Linked DNA regions of Mus musculus: region 2 is linked to region 1. A link is a contact called in public promoter capture Hi-C data. All regions are on one chromosome and are shown on one strand. Each heading gives the region's core, a stretch centred on a gene start, on an enhancer-like site or on the middle of the called end of the contact. The rest is flanking DNA. Distances are from core to core; before and after follow the strand shown. Region 1 overlaps Aknad1 (AKNA domain containing 1). Region 2 overlaps Fam102b (family with sequence similarity 102, member B).

The links. Capture Hi-C pulls out chosen DNA fragments and counts their contacts.
Region 2: a promoter capture Hi-C map of adipose tissue shows a contact between it and region 1. The contact joins two enhancer-like sites. A contact is called at or near these places in 2 of 9 other capture datasets (adipose tissue and liver).

What each region holds. Positions count from the first base shown.
Region 1 is chr3:108,757,850-108,762,698 of GRCm38.p6, forward strand. The region is part of intron 5 of Aknad1 (AKNA domain containing 1); the gene reads left to right. Among named protein-coding and RNA genes, the nearest start is that of Aknad1, 21 kb to the left of the region's middle. Within about 2 kb of position 2,197, at least 42 of the 459 cell types and tissues checked have an H3K27ac peak or open chromatin away from gene starts, as enhancers often do. A contact at or near this core is called in adipose tissue, where this site is marked.
Region 2 is chr3:108,973,159-108,978,007 of GRCm38.p6, forward strand. It overlaps Fam102b (family with sequence similarity 102, member B), which reads right to left. Exons shown (of 11, transcript NM_001163567.1): 11 at 1-2,184. The coding sequence ends at 2,142. It also overlaps a transcript of Henmt1 not described here. Among named protein-coding and RNA genes, the nearest start is that of Gm43221, 25 kb to the right of the region's middle. Within about 2 kb of position 2,198, at least 31 of the 459 cell types and tissues checked have an H3K27ac peak or open chromatin away from gene starts, as enhancers often do. A contact at or near this core is called in adipose tissue, where this site is marked.

The sequences.
Region 1 (4,849 bases), core at 947-3,446:
AACTGAGCAGAACAAATGAGCTGAAGATGGAGAAGATGGAGTTTAGGCCACGGGGTCAGCACTGGCCACAGCCAGAAGACCTGATGAAGGCTTGAGCAAGATTCAGGGCAAACTGTGCTGCAGAAACCCCACACTATGGGCCAAACCCAGGACAGAACCCAGTGATTAGTTATTCACTCATCATATTAATTAACCAATCCATCCTTCATTTGCTCACCACATTGATTAGCTAGCTGCTCTATTCATTCAGAAAACACTTAGCAAGCACTTTTGAATGCCTGTCCAGGGCACCAGAGATTCCAAGAAACACCTCCTTCCCAAGTGTCTTTTATTCTACTAGGAACAGATTGGCAAGCAGATGCACAGCCTAGCAGGAGTTCATCCTTTGCCACTGAGGGGAGACTTTGGGTGGTCCTGAGAATGCCTGCTCACTTGGGTACTACAGCTTGAGAAACAGTGAGCTCGGCAGGATAGGGAACAAGAATCTTCCAGAAAAAGGACCAGCGTGGGCAACAGCACAAAGGCTATGTACGACAAGTGTGAGAACCCAGCAGGCACATGGAGACCAGAGCACCAGGCACAGGGCTCAGAGTGCACATGGAGACCAGAGCACCAGGCAAGGACCATGTCATGGAAGGAGCTTGGATTTCATCCTGAGTGTGATGGTGGAGCAACAGGAATTGAAGCCAAGGGATAGCAAGCGCCATGGGGGTGAGACTGTAGGCTAGGAATAATAGGAAGCCAACACTGGGCAAGTTATGAGGGTCTGAAGGATGGAGAGGGGGGTTGCCACATCCACTCCAGTAGTGACCCGCATCCGTGGCAGCGGGTGATAGATTTAAAGGAATGAAGTCAAGAAAAGGAGGAGGTGTGGATAGTTACAGAGTCCTGGTTTGGATAACTGAAATCAGAAACCAAAGTGAAGGATCCAATTCAGAAAGGGTAGGGAAAGCAGGAAGAGGCTGGGCCTCAAGGCTGGCCTAGGACATTGAGTTTGAGGTCCCCTTGAGGACAGGCAAATGAGAAGATCTAGCGGTAGGAAGTCATAGTGATATCCTGATCTTGGGCAGTGTTTGGGTCCGAAATGACATTTTGGCAGAGTTGTAGGCTGAAGTTCTGGTGTGGGTGAGATACCCCCAGCCAAACGGTCTCAGGGTAATAAGTGGAAAGGGTCAAAGACTGTCCCCAACTCCTCTCTCCTGCTGCTATCTTCTATTGATGAGAAAGAACTGAAGCCAGAGTAGAAGGCTCCTGATCATGCAGTGGAGTCAGGGCCAGCCTCCTGCAGAGAAAAACAGAGGGTGGCTATAGAGAGAAAATGGAAAACATTCACCAGGGCAGCCAAAGACAAGGGCTGACTTTGAACTCACAGAGATCCCTCTGCCTCGGCCTCCAAAGTGCTGGGATAAAAGGTGTATGGCACAATGACTAGTCATTTCTATATGAACAGGAATTTGCAGTAACAGCAGCTACAATGTATTGAGTGTGCACAGATAGTATTGACTTAAGGTAGTTTCACCTACCAGGTTTTCAACTCTACATGATGTAAATGTGATAGCCATTCAGTAGATGGCTTAGATTCCTGTTGACGGACCCATAGATCCTGACAACTACAAATGCTTCAAGTTAAACAATGGCCTCCGTTGTCGCGGCAGATACTTGAATTAACCCTCACAGTGAACTTTCCATTTTAACGGGTTCATTCTCTCCTCTCTTCACTCCAAATCATTTTAAAATCCATCCCAGACCTCCAGACCAGGCTTATTTTCATTAATTTCCCGGTATGGAGTAAAAGAATCCATTGAGTAGGCTTAATATGTGTCAAGTCCAGCTTTTTCCACTCACAGCATTTTAACAGGAAATTTTGGTGCCAAAATATTTTAATGACTCATGTTTGGAAACAGCATCCTGAGGTATTTTTCCCTGAGGCCTCATTTCAGTTTTTAGAAAAATAAATGAAAGCTGTCTACCTGAGGTCAATATTGCGCAATTAGCCAACAGCAATTAGTTTAATGTTGGTTTTCCCTCCGGAGGCCTTTTTTCTCTATATATAAGAGAGTAAGTGTATTTGTTTTCCAAGGAATCATTCATTTTGGCAGCCAATTTCAAGACAGGCCTCCGTCCACATTGAGACCAAAGTTATACAATGTTTATTTATATCCTAGCTACAACCACACTGTGTCTGGTATGAATATAAATCAAAAGCGTTTAAACTGCAATTATATCCCATATACGGGAGAAGCTCTCTCTCTGGGCTAAGGGAGGGACTGAGTCTTTCCCCACCCTTATTTGAAGCCACATCAGGACAAACAAGGGCTGAGAGCTCAAGACGAGCTCCCAGTCTCACGTGAGCTAACAGGGCAAGGAGTGTCATCCTGTGACACTTCAGGGTCTTGCAGAGCACAGAATCTTCATGAGGATCCACCCAATGGCTAACTTGCAGGGACAGAAATTGGCAAATTTGTTTTGTAATCACTTGCTTCTTCAGCAGATGCGCCTTCATTGAAACCGTATTACCTTTGAAGCCAGATGCGGTATTGCACACCTGCAACCTCAGCACTCAAGAGAGGGAGACAAGGGGATCTGGAGTTCAAAGCCAGCTTTAGCTACATAGTGAGTTCAAGGTCAGGCTGGGCTACATAAGATCCTATCTCAAAATCAAAATCAGATACAGTTGCACACACCTATCATCCTGCATTTGGGGAGACGGAGACAAAAGGTCATCCTCTGCTATTCTGTGAATTCCAGGCCAGCCTGGGCTACATGAGGCTCCATTTCAGGTAAGGAAATGAAAACCAGCATGTATCTCAGCAACAGTGTGCCTAGTAACCTAGCATTCACAAAGCTCTAGCAACACACATAACACACATACATACACACAAATTAATATGCAAAAAGTAATTTTTGGATCTGATGTGTCTTGCTCATCAGAATAAATATGATGTGTTTGCATTTTTTACATATTAACAGAAGAATCTGGAGTCAAGACATGCGTCTACCTGCATAAATCCCTTTCCCTGGTATTTACAGAATACAATCTTGTCTTCCGTTGCGTAGAAACATAAACTTCCCCCTGAATGTATTTCCTATATCTCCATGTCCTTTTCCCCTTCAGTTACGATCTATTGTCCAGGCACATCCTTGAGCCCCCGACTTTACATTACCTGGGGGCTGCTCTCTGCTCAATATTGTTCCTGCTGGGGCTTGCATCCAGGGCCGTCTGTAGGCTAAGCGTGGTGGCTGGAAGGAGACTGTCTTCCACAGGTTCATGTATTGGAGCACTTGGTCCCCAGATCGTGCCTCCGTTTCTCTGTTTGGGGAGATTTAGGAGGTGTGGCCTTGCTGGAGGAAGGGTGTCACGGGGGGGGGGGGCAGGCTTTGAGAATTTTAAGACTTGTGTTATCCCAGGTTCCCTTTTTGTTGTTGTTGATGCTCTGGCTGCAACGTTTGCTGCTTGCAGCCATGACAGACTCTATCCCCAAGAAACTGTAAGCCCAAGAAAACCATTCCTTCTGTAAGTTTCCTTGGTCAGGGTATGTTATCCCAGCCCCAGAAAAGTGACTAATTACGTAGGCAAGCACTCTACCCCTGAACTGTCTCTAGCTCTCAAGTTCAACTGTCTTTGAAGTTATGGTCTCTTTTCTCTGTTTTCCTTTTTTTTTTCTTGAGACAGGGTTTCTCTGTGTAGCCCTGGCTGTCCTGGAACTTACCCTGTAGACCAGGCTGCCCTCGAACTCAGAAATCTAATCCTAAATGCTAGGATTAAAGGCATGTGCTATCACTGCCCAGCTCCATTTTTAAAAAATTATTTATGTGCGCGCGCGTGTGTGTGTGTGTGTGTGTGTGTGTGGCCCTGTGACTATGTGTGAATGTGCATACATGAGTGTCATGGCATGCACGTGGAGGGCAGAGGACAACTTTTGGGTGTTGGCTAGCTCCTCCTCCTTGGGTGAGGCTGTGTCTGTGCCAGGCTACTTGGTCTGAAGGTTGTGGATGATGCTCCCATCTTGATGCAGGTGTTTTGGGATTACAGCTGTGCACCCCACATGCATCTAGCTTTTCACGTGGTGACTCAAGTCGTTAGGCTTGCATGGCAAGTACTTTTACCTGTTGGTACTTTTACCATCTTGTCAGCTCTGACTCCCATTGTCTATTTCCTATTTAATCCAAAGTTATTTAGATGAGTGTTGGATAACATATAAACTTATATAAATATGTACAGATGTTAATAAAAAGACTCATTAACTAGATTATTTGTAGATTTTTTTATTTACCCTCCTATAAAGTTTACATAACAATTATTTCCTCAGAATCCCAGCTTTTAGAATGGTAAGAGTTGGGGCTGGGGATGTGGCTCACTGAGGTTTGATCTTCAATGCAAAACTGGGGTCCCTTTCAACAACTCAGCAGAAAGACTTAGTGTTGGACTCAGGAGGAACGAATATCTTCCTTAGCAGCTAGCCAGATGGCTCAACTAGCCTAATGACCTAAGTTTATATCCTGGAACCTGCAGATAGAAGGAATCAGCCCCCACAAGTTGTCTTTTGACCTCTGCACAAGTGCAGTGGCACACTTGCACACAGTCACAGAAACACACACATAGAGGATGGTGATGGTGATGATGATGGTGATGGTGAAGCAAACATGAGGGACCTTGACATCATCAGCTAGAGAAGCACTAGGTTTATCATGCCAGGGTAGAGCAAGGATGCTGGAAGCAGCAACTGAGGATTAGCGTCTGGAGCACTGGGATGCAACTCTAAACAGGCTGCTACTCAGGGCAGATGTGCTGTTTCCTTCCTGCCATCAACAGCATGGCCCGGGTCCTATCGATGAGCTGTTTGTTGTC
Region 2 (4,849 bases), core at 948-3,447, 220 kb after region 1:
ACGGCCTACTTTGGCTCCCAACTCCTATGGAGCCAAGAATGACCCTAAACCTCTGTTCCTCCTGCCTCTACCTCTCAAGTGCTGGGCTTACAGGCATCTACCACTATGCCTGGTTTATGTACTAGGTGGGGATTAAACCCAGGACACTGTGTAGTCTAGGCAAACACTCTACCAACTGAGCTATATTCCCCAGACCCACACATTATACTGTTCTAAAAAATAAGTTTCTGTACCATTTAAAATACCAAGACCTAATCCTATGGTAAGATATGGGGCCAAGGTAGCCAGGGAAGGCTAAGCTCTGCCCTGACTACAGCACCTGAATGTGTCTGATGAGCGGCCTCACTGAACCAGGCCCACAACCTAGGGTTATTATTGTCTTTAGAATCCAAAATCATTTGCACAAGCGCCAATAAAAATATAGCCTAGAAATTATATTTTAAAAATAGAAAAATATGCCTTTAAAATTGTCAGACTAAACCTCTTTAAGTAACGTCTTCATTAACTCTAGCTGAAACTTACTTTGATCTTGTTGTAACATAAAATGGATCTGCTCATCTGGAAACAGACAGCTCGTCCTCACCTATGAGGACAACCTGCTCAAGATGTGTGCTAGTGTGCTGCCCTCCAAGTATGTCTGACCCTGACTCAGATAATCCTTCCTTTTAGTATTCAAAATATTCCAAAACAGGGTGTCATCTTTTTTTTTTTTTAAATTCAGAATCTATTTGTAAAAGTAGTTTGGATTAATGCAGACTACCTCATTCCTGAGATATTAAAATAAAAATTCTAATGCCAACAATTCCAATTTTTCCAAACTTTCCAATCCAAATATTCAAGCATTGCAACATAAAATTACCTTAGCCAGAGCAATTCTGTTCTGACCTATTGTGTTTTAGGGCTTGATTGTGAAGGTGAGGACTCGGGCATTGATGGCTCTATATAACCTCACGCTTCTCTTCAGCAAAGGGAAGTTTAGCTCTCTCTACATGGGTACTGCCAAGTGAGGGCAGAGAAGCTACAGCTTGTGTGCTGTACTGTTAGCATGGATCCAGATTAGATATCTGGACCCGGAAAGCTGTCTTAGAGATATGTGATAGTCTATACTCTGGCTTCAAACAGCTAAATTCTGTCTGACACAGTAAAGAAGGAAACGGTCTCTGGTCAAAGAGGCTGAAATAGGAAATGGACGCTACTCAGCTGCTCAGACGTCTGTCCATTAGCACAGCACGGTAAGTGTCAGTTCACAGAAGTCTGGCTGTGATACAATGCTATCTTTCTGACCAGCTAACAGTTTGCGTCTGTTCTGACCGCCAGACGAGCAAGTCTTAGTACTGAATGGATTATGAAACAGCTCTTCTCGTAGCTTGCCTATAGATTTTTACAGACTGATTATTACGCTTAGACAGTGGCACTGGGGTTTTGTGACTCATCTAGTATTAATGACTAGAATAATAGACCCTGCACCATCACAGCCTTCCTTCTGGCCACCTGCTGCCGACTTGGATGCATTTGCCATTTGACTTAAGTCTGAAATGCTCAGAATTATAAAGTATTTAAAATGTTTAAGCTATAGCATAATATTTCCCCAAAGCATGAGCCTCCTCTCTTCCTGCCAACTGCTGCATAAAAGGAGTTAATACGCTTAGTACAATGCCGGAGGTAACAGGACATGGAGGACTTACTTCATAGGAATTACAACTATCTTGATAGAATTTATAGGGTTTAAACTGACCTCAAGTCCTGTCTCTTAAATATAAAATTTAAAAACAGAGCCCAGACCTATTGAGCACCCCCAACTTAGATATGTACGCTGGAGTACTAAAATCACCCTCAGATGTGTCCAGTACGGTTTTTCTCCGGGTGCTTCAGAAGCGCAAGCAGACCTTTCGTTCTGGGTGCTGAGGCAGGCCAGGTCTTCACTGCCCCGCCCTCCATCCGTTCACATGCTCCCCCAGTGGGTGAGTAGGTGGGAAAGGATGGTACAGGATGCTTTAAGAATGAGTCAGCTCTGCCTCCCTCCTCGCAGATGAACTTCACTTTGAAAACAGGCTCTGTGTTTTTCTTACATGCTTGACTAACACACCTTGAAACACCTGTTGTCCACACAGGGAAGCTTCCGCCCGCTGCTGGCTTCGCTCCTAGCGTTTGATCACAACCTGTTCATAGGCTCCAGATCCTACCCTGAAACGGTAGTGAGAGGAAAACCTTCAGTTGAACTGCAGAGGCGGCAACCTCCAGAGAACTCTCCTCCCAGGCACGCCTGCTGGTTTCCTTTCCCCCTTTTGAGACATGGTTTCTCTGTGTAGTTCTGGCTGTCTTGGAAAGCCAGTCTGGCCTAGGCTTTCTGGGATTAAAGGCTGTGCTACCGCCACCCAATCCTAAAATCAGTGTCAGTCAGGGCAGTACATAGGATTTCCCTGGAGAGCGATGAGAGGCTTAATAATACTGTAGGTCTTAATATATCTTTTTAGAAAGGGAAAAGCCCTTTTCACTCTCTCTCTCCTCTCCTTCCCCCCTTTCAGATAGGGTTTCAGGTAGCCTAGGCTGGTCTACACCTCTCTGGCTTTGGGGTCCAGTTCTTCCTGCCTCCACCTCCCATGTGCTGGGATTATGAGTGATGACAGGACTCAAGATTTCCTTTGGTCAACACACAGATGGCTTGATATGTGGCCAGTATTGTGAACTACACATGTGTGACGTAGTTCAAAAGGGAAAGTACTCTTGGTTGATGTCCCCCACTCCCCAATCTCTTCTCTTCTTTATAATTTAGCTGGGGACAGGGAACCTTGCTGGAGACTGTCTTCTCAACTCCCCTATAGGTGGGTGTGGCCATGTGACTAATTTTCCCACGTAAAACACAAAGAGATATATTGACGTCCATATCTCTAGTGTATAAGAAACCCTTGTCCGGGGTTGGCAGCTACACCAGCAGTTCAGGCCAGTGAAAGAATAAGATGGCAGTATGTAAGTTTTGGGGATAGAGTTGAATAGTTAGCTGGCCATTGCATTCTTGGGTTTCTGCATCACAGCTCTGTAATATGCTGGGTATGAACTGGCCAGATACATATGTATCCGACATTAATGGGAGGGGAGGCCCCTGGTTCTGTGGTGGTTTGATGCTCCAGGGTAGGAGGATGCTGGAGTGGTGGGGCGGGAGTGGGTGGGGGTTGGGGGAGCATTCTCATAGAGGCAAAGGGGAGGGGGGAGGGGGGAACGGGATTGGGGGATTATGGAGGGGTAATCAGGAAGGGGGGATATCATTTGAGATGTAAACAAATGGAATGATTAATAAAAATAAAGTAAAATAAAATTTACAAGATAAAAATTGAGACAAGAAAAAACAGAAAGAAAGGAAGAAAATGAAATATACTAACAGAATGATGGAGTATACTAAATAACTTGCAGGCTTTGTGAAAAAAGCCATTCTGAGACAGCCTATTTAGGTAATGGTCTCACCAACAGGAGATCTTCTGCTGCTGCTGTTATAACTGATGACTTAGGACTGTGGTTCTGTGCCATCAAGGAAGGAGCATGCTTCTCCCTGCTACTGTTTCTTGGTCTGGCAGAATAAAGGTTCTCACTATGTCTTTTAGACAGCAGCTAGTTTTACGTTTCGAAAGGGTCATAGTTCTATCCTTTCCCCAAAGCATCCTGGGTGATCAGGAGAACTTCAATATTGGCGCTGCATGGAGGTGAAGGTCTTACTGTAAAAGTTATCTGCAAGCCGGGCGTGGTGACGCACGCCTTTAATCCCAGCATTTGGGAGGCAGGGGCAGGCGGATTTCTGAGTTTGAGGCCAGCCTGGTCTACAAAGTGAGTTCCAGGACAGCCAGGGCTACACAGAGAAACCCTGTCTCGAAAAACCAAAAAAAAAAAAAAAAAAAGTTATCCGCAGGTCGCCGTTTCCTCATTTGTTGAGGTATCAGAAACCCCTCCCCTACATCGGCTGTTTTGCCTGGAGTGCATAGTTTAGTAATCCTGGAGACTACTATGTCTGGTTTTACCCCTTAATGACCTTTTCTGAGGTGTTTATGTTTATGGTATATCTTTATCTCTAGGTATAACACGATTATCCCGTTCCTACAGTTGGTGAATTGATGAACCCATGAGCTTCATCTGTAGTCATGGCAACGAAATAAACCAATAGTGACAGCAAGGTCTACAGAAATGGAAACAGGGTTGGGCTTTTAATTCCCACTTGTAGAAAGCACGAGGGGAGGACCACCGGACTCTCGCCCACCATTCCCTCCTCTCACCCACCATTCCCTCCTGCATGTGCTCCTGGAAGATGCTAGGGTGTATGGGGGTGGAGGGTTAACTGACATTAGGTCTCTATAAAGTTGTCAACCATGACTCAGCAGGATTTCTTGGTGACTCGGCTGTTTTGTAAAGCCCAGGCCGCTCACCGGTTCATCAGGTCACCGGTTATCGGTTACTTTGGTCTGTTGGTGGTGCTTTATCTTAGCTCATAGGAACTAAGAATTGGCATTCGAACATCAGAATACCGGAAGGAAGCATGTGTGTGTGGGAAATAATGGATGGAGAAGTCTCAAATCTGATGAAATGTATCTGTACGGGCATCCAAGAAGTTCAGTGAAACCCAAACAGAATAAGGACAGAGAAACACACCCAGTCACAGTACATGCCAACTTCTAAGAAACCAGCCACTAGGGGGAGATCTTGTTCGGTGTGCTGGCTCATGCCTTGAGTCCCAGTACTCAGGAGGCAGAGGCAGGTGGGTTTCTGAGTTTGAGGATAGCCTGGTGTACATAGAGAGCTCTAGACACGTCAGAGCTATACACTGTGACCCTCAACAGAAAAAAACCTTAAAAAACACCTAGATAGC